2 separate regions of the Ovis aries genome follow, and region 1 is linked to region 2. The links are chromatin contacts, called in public Hi-C maps. All regions are on one chromosome and are shown on one strand. Each heading gives the region's core, a stretch centred on a gene start, on an enhancer-like site or on the middle of the called end of the contact. The rest is flanking DNA. Distances are from core to core; before and after follow the strand shown.

Region 1 (6,407 bases), core at 3,504-6,003, 360 kb before region 2:
TTTTATTGAAGTACAGTTGATTTACAATGTTGCGTTAATTTCTGCTGGACAGCACAGTGATTCAGTTTCATATATGTATACACATTCTTCTTCACATTCTCTCCCATTTTAGTTTATCTCAGCATGTCGAGTCCAGCTGTCTGTGCCTACAGCAGGGCACTGATTACACACTCCTCCACCACTAGCCTGTGTCTTTCACGAGCGTGGGAACTGTGCCTGGGTTTGCTCGCTGCTCTCCTGTGTCTGTTAGGTTTAGTTGTTCAAAACCATTTACTGAATGGATGAATGCTCCCCTGGCTTGGTCAACTGGGGTATCCGTAGGCCAGACTCTCCTCCCTAGCATGCCCACCTGTCTCCTATGGGAGGAGACACCGAAGATCTCTGGATCCTTGGAGCAGGGAGGGGCAGTGCAGACAGGATAGGCTCTGGAGTCAGACACCAGGGTTGGAGTCCTTGTTCTGTTATGAAAAGCTTTGTGCCCCTGGGTAAGTCACAAACTACTTCATTATTTGTTTAAAAGGAGCCTCTAAGATCAAGCTGTCAGGACTTCTGTATAGGATCAAATAATTTTTTGGACACAAAGAGGGACCAAACAAATGGCAGATCTTACTATTCCTCCTCCTGGAGCACAGACAAGAAGCCAAAAGAGACTCCAGGCAGTGGGGAATGAGGTGCCCAGGGGCTGTGTGTCAGGTATCTCCCTCCGAAAACCGGGGGTGAGTCCTGTTAGGATCTGAGTAATGGTAAAAACTTTAAAGGAAGCTTTATTTATTTCTGGGAAGGCAGCCAAGGGAAGAGAACTGGGTTAAGCTTGGGGAAAGAAAGTATCTACATCTTCATCCATTTAGGAGACGATAACCTTGGAAAGTAGCAAGGAAGGGACGTGGTCGGGGGGGATGCTGAGGGAGACACTCTCCCCAGGCTCTAGGACAGCAGCACAGAAAGAGAAGGGAGGCGAAACCACCTGGCTAAGTTAGCAAGCACCATGCGAGGGCTGCAGTGAACTCTCAACATGATGGCTTTCCACCTCCTTCAGTAACTGGTCTGCTCTTCACACTGTGGGCCCAATAATAAGAGTTGCCATTCATCTAGCAGGTTCTGTATAGCAGGCACTCTGCTAAGCACCTGAGAGATCTGGTCTTAGCTATCCTCACAACAAGTTTTGTGGCTGGTACAATTATCCCCATTTCAAGGTGGAGAAACGAGTCCAGAGGCCTTTTCAAGGCATTCCAGCAAAAGCAAAACAGAGTCAGGATTCTAGGAGCTGTGCTCTAAGGAAAGCAGAGTGGAGTAAGTGAGAGAAAGAAGAGAAAACTGCAATTGAAGAGGCGAGACAAGCACAGAAAGCACACCGACCTAATGCACAAGGTGCCAGGGCAGAAGCTTCTGAGAAGAGGGAGAGGAGACTGGGGCGCTTGGAGGGAAAAGGGATTCTGGCTACAGAATTCTGGGAAATCATAACGGGCACAGAAAATTAGAGCAGTTATAGTTCAAAGTTGATAGGTCTAAATATTTAGATTTTAATATTTTATTCAATGTATGAAAAAGCATACCCCCCACCCCCCACCCCAGGCCTGACACCATCAGCAAAGCCCAGTAAGTTTTCGGGAAAGCTGACATTTTCTAAGGCTAAGGAGGGCTCCACGGGCTTGTCCTCTCTGGTGACGGCTTCCAGTCTGAATGGCTCTGGGTTACCTAGCTTTCAGATCAGCTCCAGATAAATCACGGCAGAGGGCTTCAGCCGAGAGCAGATCTGACTGGAATTAGATCAATATAGATTCTGACACATTCCACATTCAGAAAAAGCAGGTGATGCAGGCAGCTTCAAACCCAAAGCAGCATGGTAACCTTTCAAGGGCAGTGCATTAGACGGCTTAACACACTCTCCAGTCACTGCACGCAAGCTTTGAGCCCTGCTGGACCGTAGCGTCTTTTGTTTCCTTCTTCCCCAGGTTTGACTCCATGGTGGTGGGAAGTGGGAGAGCAGCGTGTGTGCATAAACAGACAATGTGGACAGAGGATGACAAGCTATGAGGCAACCTTTCCCTTCTCTAACACCTCCCAACCTCCCAGCACAGCCGGGAAAACTCTGAGTGGCATGGAAGAGTTAAGCCAAGGAGGGAAACACACAGAGATTGGCCCTTAAGCTGAAATTTTTACTTCTAATTATTCAAATTTGGGAACCTTCCAACAAAGAGAAAGAGCAGGAAAGAGACCAGCCCACAGCCACAGCTCCACTTGTGAGGACGATAATGCAGATGGTGGAGGGAAGGCACGACTTGGCAAAGACCTCCAAGTTTCCCTGTGCCCACCTTGCTGAGGTCCTCCCAACAGAAGAGACCTCAAGAACACTGATGTGAGAGCCTCCTCAGTCTTCTCTGACCTTTGAACAAGTTTCCCAGTCTGCTAGGACTGAGGTGGGCAGGGTGCCATTTGCACCAACCTTTGGCCTTTGGCCTCCACATCCCTTGACCCTGGCCAGCACAGCAGGCAGCCATCGGCACGTGCCCGAGCAGCAGTGCTGGCTGCTATCCTCCATCTGACAGGGCTGGGCTGGCCCAACCGGCCGGGTCCCATGGTTCAGAACCCCAGGGTGCAGGTGCAAGAAGACTGCTCCCTCTCAGGGAGGCGGCGAGGCCTCAGTCCCTCTGGGCCTCAGGCCAGGAGTCACGTGGTAGAGCACCCCATACCAGGTGCTGGGCCTGCTGCCCAGGGACTTCTCTGAACCAGGAAGGGTCAAGCCCTCGACTGGCCCCCTCCCCAGACAAGTCCAGGCCTGCTGCCGTCACCAAGAGCCCAGCATTCCCACAGGATCCGCCTCCTACGACTCTCCATCCTCCAGAACCCTGGGATGAGCAAGGAATGCAGAAGAGGCACACGCAAGGAGAACACAGAAGGTCTGAGCTGTGGCCCTGCACCTAAAATTTCCTCTTTAAGACCAAGTAAAATCAGAAGGGGACTCACAGAGGCACACCAAAGGTCCTCAAGCCTTGCTCACACATCACCCTGTGTGCCTTTTGAACACTATAACTCCACAACCCGACATCCCCTATTCCCTCTCACTGCCTATTGCTTATACTTTTTCCAAAGCACACATCAGCTTGTAATATTCCATATAGTTTTCTTTTGGGGAGGCAATAGGATCTATCTTCATCACTAGACTGCCAGCTGACAGTAATACCTGTTTACTTTGTTTACTGTTAAATCCCAAAGGCCTAGAAAATTAACACTCCATAAATATTTGTGAATAAATCTTTAAGTCATTAGCTACTAGATCTCAAAGCCCTAACTCCCAAAGAACCTCCTGAGTAGCAGACACCCCGGGCAGGTCCACAGTTCTCCCCGACCTTAGGCTTCTAGGACTCACTGATGCTGGAAGGCAGTGTGATGATGGAAAGAATAGGAAAACTGGGGTCAGGCAGACCTGTCTGCTAACATACTGTGTGATCTTGGGCAAAGTTCTTCACTTCTCTGAACCTCAGTTTCCTCATCTATCAGACAAGAATAATAATATCTATGTCTCAGGATTGTTGTGAGAACTGAAGAAAAGAATATGCATAATAACCAGCAGGGCGCTCCTAGCCATCTTCTTGACAGGTTCCCTGGGGCACCAGTAACAAGGAAATGGCTATCCAGGGGTCAGCAGTGGCAACAGGAACTCCAACTACAGTCTCCCATCCAGGGCCTCCAGAGCACTAGTGCCTCATCAGGGTCCTCCTCCAGGTGTGGAATTACAAACTGTCCCTCCAGATTCACTCCCAAAGGGGAAATCTTATGGTTTTAATTATTCTAAGAGATGATGAGTCTAGGACATTGCCTGGAGCATCCTTGATTGTAGTCCTCTTTAGATACCTGGCATCCTTCCAAATAAGTAGCCTTCCTAGGCCAGATCATGAGACCCACTGGCCTCTGTTTCTGAGATGCTCTATGAGACCCACCACCCATCCACTGAAAGGAATGGGAAAAGAAAACTGGCAATAATAACCCAGTAAATAACATGGTACATGTCTCTCTGCCCAGGGGAATCTGAACATATTCCCTTCCAGGACAGGAAGTGGATCTCACAGGACTCATGAGTCAGGTCCAAAAGGCAGGATCAGAGCCCCTTCCTCTCACTCACCAGGGTCTAGCCACCGTGGCTGCTGCTTAGCTACTCAAACAAATGAATCAATGCGTGCTTTCTTGGGACCTTTGTAGTTGAGGTCTCCACCTGAAAGCGCAGATCTTCACACAGGGATTCCTCTTTGTCACCCAGACAACAGCTCAAAGGCCAGCTCCCACTGAGCCCTGACCAGCCCTACTCCCACCCCACTCCAGGGTATTCACTTACTCTCCTTTCCGTCTCTCCTTCAGAACACTGACCACTCTCTGATATTATCGTGCTCATTTGTTTATTTACATGCTTCCTATCTGCTTACCACCGCCCACCCCCCCCACCACCACCTTAAACCCGGAAGAAGCGGTGACACTGTCCGTCTTATCACCACTGTATACCCTGCAGCTGAAGAGTATACAGATTAGGTTTCCACCAAGTATCTGCCACACACGAGTGACTGCATGGATGAACAAGGTCTTCTGGGAAGATCTACAGGGCCCTGTTTCTGGAGTGAGATCTGCTGGGAAGCCAGGAGAAAAGGCACGGAGGAGACGGGTGTCTACGGGTGGCCTCGCGCATGACTCACAGCCATCAGGGCACCGAGTCCAGGCATCCTCTTTCCTTAGCTCCACCCAGTCTGTGCACCACGCCACACACTCCCTGGCGACCGCCGCGTACCCAGTGTTTACCACAGAGAGGAAGAAGGTAGCAGCGTGCTCCTTCAGCTCAGCTGCCACTAGAACGCGGGCCAGAAGGAGATTCTGTGGCTTCACATGCAGCCCAAAGCCCTGGAGCTGGGTCTCTCAGCGTCGACTCCAACAGGCGCTGAGTAAATGGAGGGCCTCCCCAGGAGAGCGGGCTTTCCCCTCCTCCTCCCGACTTAAACCACCAAGGGGTCCTTTCCTGGCTACCAGACAGGGCCCTCACTGTTCCAGGACACCTCCCACCCCAGGAGCAGGTCTGCGCAGAGGCTCTGCACTCAGGCATCAGGGGTCGAGAGAAACCCATTCTCCCAACTGACTGACTCCACAGCAGCAACAGGGGCTGGTGCCGGGCTCTAAAGGTCCTAAAACCCTCTACCAGGGCAGCTGGGAAAGGAGTCCCAGTCAGTTATGGGTTTTCAACTAAACTGAGGGCCTCAAAGCTATCCGTGGACCAGCTCAGCCTCCTGGAGCAAGGGGCTTAAAATGTGACAGGTCGGGGGTGGGTTTCCTGTGGGGAGAACAGCTAAGGGAGGGCTCTGGAGAAGAGACGCGAGAGCCACCAAAGCTGAAGGGCCCCTCCCCAGAGACTTCAGCCTACCTCTGCTCTCCACCCCACCCTCCCTGAGCTGTTTCATTTCCTTTCAGAAAAACTTTGTTTTGGTTTGATCTTTGCCTCTAGGCCTCTGGGAGAATTTCTGGAGCTTTGTTTCTCTTCTTGTTTCTAGGATACCTGAACTGCTCCTAGAGCAACAAGCACACTAGGAACTAGAGAGTGGGGGATGGGGGCGGGGCGAGGATCACCAGGGAAGAAGAGAAGGAAGACGGAGGTGGGGGGGAAGAGCCTGCTCTTCCAGGGCTCACACAGACGTTGGCGGCCCCCCAGATACCACTGAGGCACAAGGTGAGCTTTAGCACAGAGCAAAACCAAACACCCAGAAAAAAGCCATTTGCAAAGGGAGAACTCAGAGTTCTAGGAAGTCAAATGGTCAGGAAGTGGATCAGGGCACTGCCCAGGGCTGGCCCAAGCCAAACACACGCAGGAAACCCACTGGAGGTGACAGCAAGGAAGCCTCCATACACCACCTGGAGGGATGACTCCCAGGCACACGCACCAGGCTGGGGCCTGCCCGTAAACTGAAGCACACACCCTTAAAGGCATCTGGGGTCACAGTAGGTGCGCAAGAGCCGGAGCAGAGCTCCACACTCCCCAGGGCAGGGGCACAGGGCTCAGCACAGCTGGAGCAGCCGTCCCAGCCTTCCCAGTCTGTCCCGCATCCAGCCCCCGTACCACCTCCAACAAGAAGGAACCTGGCTTTTCCAGGCCGAGGCAGGCATGAGTGGAATTCCCCAGAGGCAGACTGCACAGGGTATCCAGCGACAGAGATCATTCATCACCTTGCTTCTGGAAACAGGAGGAGGCAAGCTCAGCCCCTGAAGGGTAAAGTCAGCTCAGCTCCCAGTCCCCCAGCACAGACGTCAAATGCCAAACGGCCACTCAGAAGAGACAGACCCCAGAACCCAGGGGCTGAAGGCTCCCTGGAATACACTGAGCTGACCATAAATTGGGCTCTTCTCATTCAAAGAGTGGGTAAACAGCTTAGGGGAAA
Region 2 (6,217 bases), core at 2,729-5,228:
TTGTCTGTTTTTCCTGTTGGGTATACCTGGATGTGTGTGTGTTTGAAAAGAATTTTATTGGGGTTTAATTGATTTACATTTTTCATTAGTTTCAGGTGTACAGCAAAGTGAATCTGTTATACAAAATATATGTCTTACTCCTTTTTAGATTCTTTTCCCATTATAGGCCATTAGAGAGTATTAAGTAGCGTTCCCCATGCTATACTGCTACTGCTAAGTCGCTTCAGTCGTGTCCGACTCTGTGCAACCCCATAGACGGCAGCCCATCAGGCTCCACAGTCCCTGGGATTCTCCAGGCAAGAGCACTGGAGTGGGTTGCCATTTCCTTCTCCAATGCATGAAAGTGAAAACTGAAAGTGAAGTTGCTCAGTTGTGTCCGACTTTTCGTGACCCCATGGACTGCAGCCTACCAGGCTCCTCCGTCCATGGGATTTTCTAGGCAAGAGTACTGGAGTGGAGTGCCATTGCCTTCTCCATGCTATACAGTAGGTCCTTATTAGTTATCTAGATGTGTTATTTTTACTAAGAAGGAAGTGTGACCCAAAGCTGGTCAAGCTATACACTTACAGATAGTGGTAAAAAATGGGATATATTATTTAGGATTAGAGTCACCTTGGGTGATAAACTCTAAATACCAGGGTTAAATAGGTGGGGTAGGGGAAGCTTATTTTTGATGTTAGAGTTCAAGTATAGGCAGTCTGGGGCTGTTTTGGCTACTGTGATTCACAAAGTCCTCGAGGTCCCAGACTACTTCTGACTTCTATGAGAGGTGGCCCTCACCCTCACGGTCCAGGGTGGAGTCCTGTCATGACAGGTTCTAAGCAGTAATATGAAAGCAAAGGGGAAGGAGGGAGAAGACACCTGTCTCACCTGTCAACTGTTTTTAAAGGAAAGCTCTCAGCTGCTATAACAACATTTTTATTTCCACTGGTAGCTGCAGAGGAGACTGGGAAATATAAACTTTAATGAAATAGAGGAAGAACAAATACCAGGAAACCATGAGTAGTTTCCCCCTTAAGGGCTCAGCACCAGAAAAGAGGACCAGTTAAGAAATGCCAGTCAGAAACAAAAGCTATTAAATCTGTCCAAGTCTTGTACCCTGGCAAGTGAAAAAAATTTGTTTGCTCCTCAGGTTGAGAAGATATATAATATTGTGGCCTGACAGAGCAGGTGTTTCGCAAATCCACATCCAGGAGGGACTGTGACAGAGCCACTTGAATTGTGATTACAGTTGTAGAGGGGGATAAAATCACCTCAGTCTGAAGATATTGTTGCTGCTTATATATTGGTGGAGCGTAGATTGGGGTTTACCTACCTGGAGTCAACTAAGACAAGAGACACATTAAGAATTTCCCTTTCAACATAGGGGACAAGGGTTCTATCCCCACTTGGGGAACTAAGATCCCACTTGCCATGGGGCAACTAAGCCTGGATGCTGCAACTAGAGAACCTGTGCTCCACAACCAGAGAAGCTCAAGTACCACAACTAGAGAAAGCCCGTGGGTTGCAGTGAAGACCCAGCATAGCCAAAAACAAAAATTAAAAAATTTTAAAAAGACAAGAGCTACTGAAAAAGAACATGTTTCTGTTCATATATTTATTAAAGTGCCATCATAAAAATATCTGGTCTTAGCACAGCAGATATAAATATCTCCAAAAGAAGATTAGACAATACATGTTTATTGAACAATCTGCTTGGGCACTGCCTGTTCTTTCTAAGTATGTGACTCTCCTCATGGCCTGGAAGTGGGCTTTCCCACTAGAAGGGAATGTCCTGGCTAGGTGATCTTGGGTTTCAAACCATGCCCATTTTCTGTTGTCAATTAACAGATGGACAGTTTGGTTTGTCATTTCTCCTTCCATGAAGTTGCTTGTCATGAAACAGATAAACTCAGGTTCCTGAGTTAGCAAAGCTAAGAATGAACCCTAGATCTGTAGCAACACCATGACCTCAAACTCCCACAAGATAACCTTTTCTGAAATCATTATGTCCTGGATCCTCCTTAAACTCTGAAGGGACTCAATCAAGAAGTGAAATTGCTGAATCATATTTGCCATTTGCTCTATTACAATATCCTTCTGCCTGTGTCATTATAGCTCTTCTTAAAGGTTTTCATGAAATTTGTCTTTTGGCCTCTTGAGTTAGTGCCAACTTAATCTAAATTTGTGCAGGTTACTGTAGAATATATATATTTTAAAGTATATGACAAAAGTCATTACCTTCCAGGGTTTTATCCTCTGTTGAAAAGTCTTGTATATATAAAACAATGAAAAAGCAGTTTAGTCATGTTTGTAATCTAGTTTTCACTTGAACACAAGTAAGTGCCAGTGTTACAGAAAAAAGAATAAATATAGGGTGTCAGAAGGAAAATAGTCATTATGAGATGGAGGCATTAGGGCAAATTTTTAAGGAGAAAATGGAATTTAAGGTCTGTTCTTTTTTTTTTTAAGGCATGTTCTTAGTAGGTAGATTCTATGTATCAGTTAAGATCTATTGGTTGCAAGAAACCCAACCCAGATAAGTTTAGGTAAACGAGTTTATACTTGGAAGTCAAGGAAAAGCCATGCAGCCCAGCCTCAGCAACTAGAACTATCAGTATAAATGCTGACTGGATCATCTTTTATCCTTCCATTTCTGTCCCTCTTAGCATCTTGATATTATTTTCTGTTTCCATAAACCAGTTTTCTTCACAGTACTAGAAGGTCACTCAGGAGCTCCTGCACCAGCATCACCTGGGGTCAGAAGGTCTCTTTTCCAACGTTAGTTCAGAAAGTCCCTAGGACTAACTGACTGACCCAGTACTGGCCAGCTTTCTACCACTAGATCAGTCAGCTGAAGCTGGGGGGTTGGGGGAAGGTGGGAATGGGGAAGTTGTGTAAATACTTGTGATCAAATGAACGGGATGTGGAAGAGAGGAACATCAAGCTGAGAAAGTATAAACTCTCTTATGAGGAGAAATGAGTGTGGTTTAGGTAGATACCACCTGGGATGGTGTTGGGCCACATCCCATAGGCCCAACCTCCAAACGCATGAAACAGCCTGGAAACAGGGACAGAAACATCAAGGATTTATTGGATAGGTGATCTGAAGCAAAAGGTCCTGGAACAACACCCTACTGAGGGCTGCAAATAGAACACAGCGATCTTCCATACTTGGTGGCAGGGAGAAAAAGGCTACCATTTATAAAAGGGGGAGTTGATGTCAGGTGGTCTCCTCAGTTCCGAGGGACTAATTAATCCTATACTTAAGAGACTGGATAGTCAAGTCAGTGAATCAAGCCCCCATGGGGCTGTACAGAAAGCAAAACAGCCATCTTGAATGTCCTGACCATACAGATAAGAAATTGAGGATAAGTATGAGTAGTATAGATGGAGTAGGAGATTATGGAGGGCTTAGAATTGATGAGTGGCATGTTTGGAGGCCAAAGGAATTTTGTGTTTATCTCTGGGTGATTTTTAAATGAAATTAGACAAACCATTGTGTTCAGAGTAAGGCAATCAGCAGACTGAATGTAAATTTCATAGGGCAATAACTATTGGGGTTTCACTGGATTTGGAAAACAAGAGTGAAAGATCAAAAGAGAGCAACAAAACAAAGAGGATTTAGGGTCAGTGAGAGGTTTCAAGGAGAGAAGCCAAGGATAGCCAAGAATTTTCAGCTTAGAAGGATGTGGGCATTTACAGAAACAGAAAGGAAGAGAAGAGTTCAAATGGGTAAGTGTGATATTTTCTGTTTTCAACAAATCACATTTGAGATGCTAGTGGTATATCCTGCAGCTGAACCTGTTGTCAAGAAATTGGAAATATATGTTGGCGTTCAGGGGAAGAAATTATCCGACTGTCTGTAGATAACTCATATATAAGCTAGAAAAGAAGAAGGAGAGGGGAAAAAAAAGGAGAAGAAGAAAAGAGGAAGGCCGAAGGCTAGGTTTTGGAGACAACCTGCATTTAAGGTTGTGGGAGGAGAAAGAAGAGTCAGTAAAGTAGGAAGCTAGAAAAGGTTCAAGAAGGTAGGAGAACCAGAATCAGGTAAGTGTACAGGCTAGAGAAGTCAAAGCAGAATTTAAAGAAGGAAGAGGTGATGGTGTGAAAAAAGAGAGATGGAGGAAACTTTGAAAAGGCAGTTGTACTTGGCGAGGTCTTGGACCCTGGAATACGTGTTTAAGTGCCCTACTTTTCATTCAAAGTCAGGTAGGCTGAGTGCTTCATTCCTGCTGGCGTTTTGCTAGGTGCTGAGAACAGAAGAACATCTTCTGGACCCGAGAGCTCGCAGCGTGGCAGAGGAAGTGAGAAGTGAATGAATAATTATAATCAAGATTCGGTGTTGAAAGTGCACAGGATACAATCGAAACTCTGCAGAGTGGGCGACCCCACGGGGCCAGATTGGGAAAGGGCGGGTAGGATGGTTTGCTGTCCAAGTTTGTGGTGGGTCTCCAAAGATTCCGCGGGGTCAATTCACAGAACCAATCCTCTGAGGCCGTGGACCTCTCTTGGGCGGCTGTGGGGATGGAGCGCGAGTGAACCCTGGATCCTTAGGTGCGAAGGATGTTGGCAATATCTGGGTCCTATTTGAAAGACACGGGATGGAGTTTGCAGCCTGAAGGTGGGATGCCGGAAGGAGAGGCGAAAATCTTCTCTAAATTCTCCCCACTTTCTCACACAGGGCAGAAAAAATCTGGCGGTTGGCGATCGGGGTGGGGAAGCCTTTGGGAATATAGCCGACCAAAAAAACCCCTCAGTTCATAGAGCTCTGAGATTATTACTCTTTCCCCCATCTGCACCCAACCGGAACTCTAGAGTCATCAGGCTTGGTTTTACTCAGGACAGGAAAAACAGATGGCCCCCGCACAGGAAAAGTGGAGTACCCGGTCTGGAAAAGCGGGGAGTCGAGCGGAAGTCACTCTGAGGCGCCGGCAGGGGAGGCAAGTGAGCGCCTGCTTGGAGTTGGCGTGTCGGGAGCTTGTGAGAGTGACACGGCCCTAGCAGGTGAAGGGTAAGGGGGCTGTGGCACGGTCACGATCGCTCCCCGACTAAACACTGGGACTCTGGGGTTACTAGAATAATTCTGGGGTTACTAGAGTAACTCTGGCCACTTACTAGTTGTATGACCTCGGGTGATTTAATTTTGGAACCTCCATTTGTTTGTCTCTGCATTTGGAATAATTATAGTACCTTTCTCATCGTTGTTGTGAAAATATCAATGCACTCAGAACGGTTTCTGGCATTTCGTAAGCTTTGGGTACACAAACTTCGCTAATACTCCTCTCTTTTAGCCGCTTAGGTTACACTGTCAGGAAAACTCAGCAACTTCATCTGGAGATCATCCAGTTAATGATTTTGACTTTATGTTTATCGGTAATAGAATGAAACAAAACACTTCAATTAAAGTTATATTATTAGAGAAGTAGTAACACTATTGATAGGTTGAAAAATAGTGAATAATATTACTTACAGTCCCGTTGTCCTACACACTATTCTAAGTCTTTTTCTTCTTTGCCCCCAAATCTTTTTTGTCCATACATTTTTATACTTGTAATGTTAGTGTATATGCATTTTTTGTATATACTCCTCATTTGCCACTCACTAGTGTAACATAAGCATGGTATTCATGAGAATTCGTGTTTATGATTGTACAGATTCCATTTTAAAGGCTTATCATTTATTTCCCAAATTTCTGTATATGTAGAGGTATTACCTGTGATTCCAGGACGTGAGATCAACTGTGGTTATTTCTCCTGGTTCCCTTCTACTTTTTGTCCATGTGAAAACGTACCGTTTACAAGATGTTCATTTATTTTAGCAGACATTTGAGCATCAGTTAGGTTCAAGCCATAGTCCAAGATTAAAGCCAGGCTACTGAGGTAGACAGATAAAAGCAAGATTCTAATAGTATGTAAGGGCTGTGAGATGTATGCACAGGTTCTCATGAGAATACGGAGGGAGAGCAGTGTCAGTGCCCTCCATTCAGAAGCCACCAGGAACATCTTTATAGCTGAACAAGTTGGGCTTACTATAGTGGAAGAGAATACATAAAGCCATGGGGCATCTCATTTAAAGGGTGTTAGAAGGGACTTATTGTTGGACTTAGGTTTCTGTTATATGATTTGGGGGAAAGTAGTCGAGAGATGGAAGTAATTCTATGATTAGGAAAGAAGCTTATGTATCTAGAATGAGGCTAATGCTATGACTGGTCAGGTATGGCAGTCACTTGTATTAG

What was found. Hi-C and Micro-C count contacts between places; a contact is called where the count stands out from the background.
Region 1: a Hi-C map of hypothalamus shows a contact between it and region 2, with 3 times the contacts expected there. The contact joins the enhancer-like site here to the promoter of NDUFAF1 in region 2. A contact is called at or near these places in 2 of 16 Hi-C or Micro-C datasets (hypothalamus and tail adipose tissue).

Annotation. Positions count from the first base shown.
Region 1 is chr7:35,411,262-35,417,668 of ARS-UI_Ramb_v3.0, reverse strand. The region is part of intron 3 of MAPKBP1 (mitogen-activated protein kinase binding protein 1); the gene reads right to left. Among named protein-coding and RNA genes, the nearest start is that of JMJD7, 22 kb to the left of the region's middle. Within about 2 kb of position 4,753, at least 31 of the 54 cell types and tissues checked have an H3K27ac peak or open chromatin away from gene starts, as enhancers often do. A contact at or near this core is called in hypothalamus, where this site is marked.
Region 2 is chr7:35,046,058-35,052,274 of ARS-UI_Ramb_v3.0, reverse strand. NDUFAF1 (NADH:ubiquinone oxidoreductase complex assembly factor 1) reads left to right here and starts at 3,978. Exons shown (of 5, transcript XM_060419068.1): 1 at 3,978-4,029.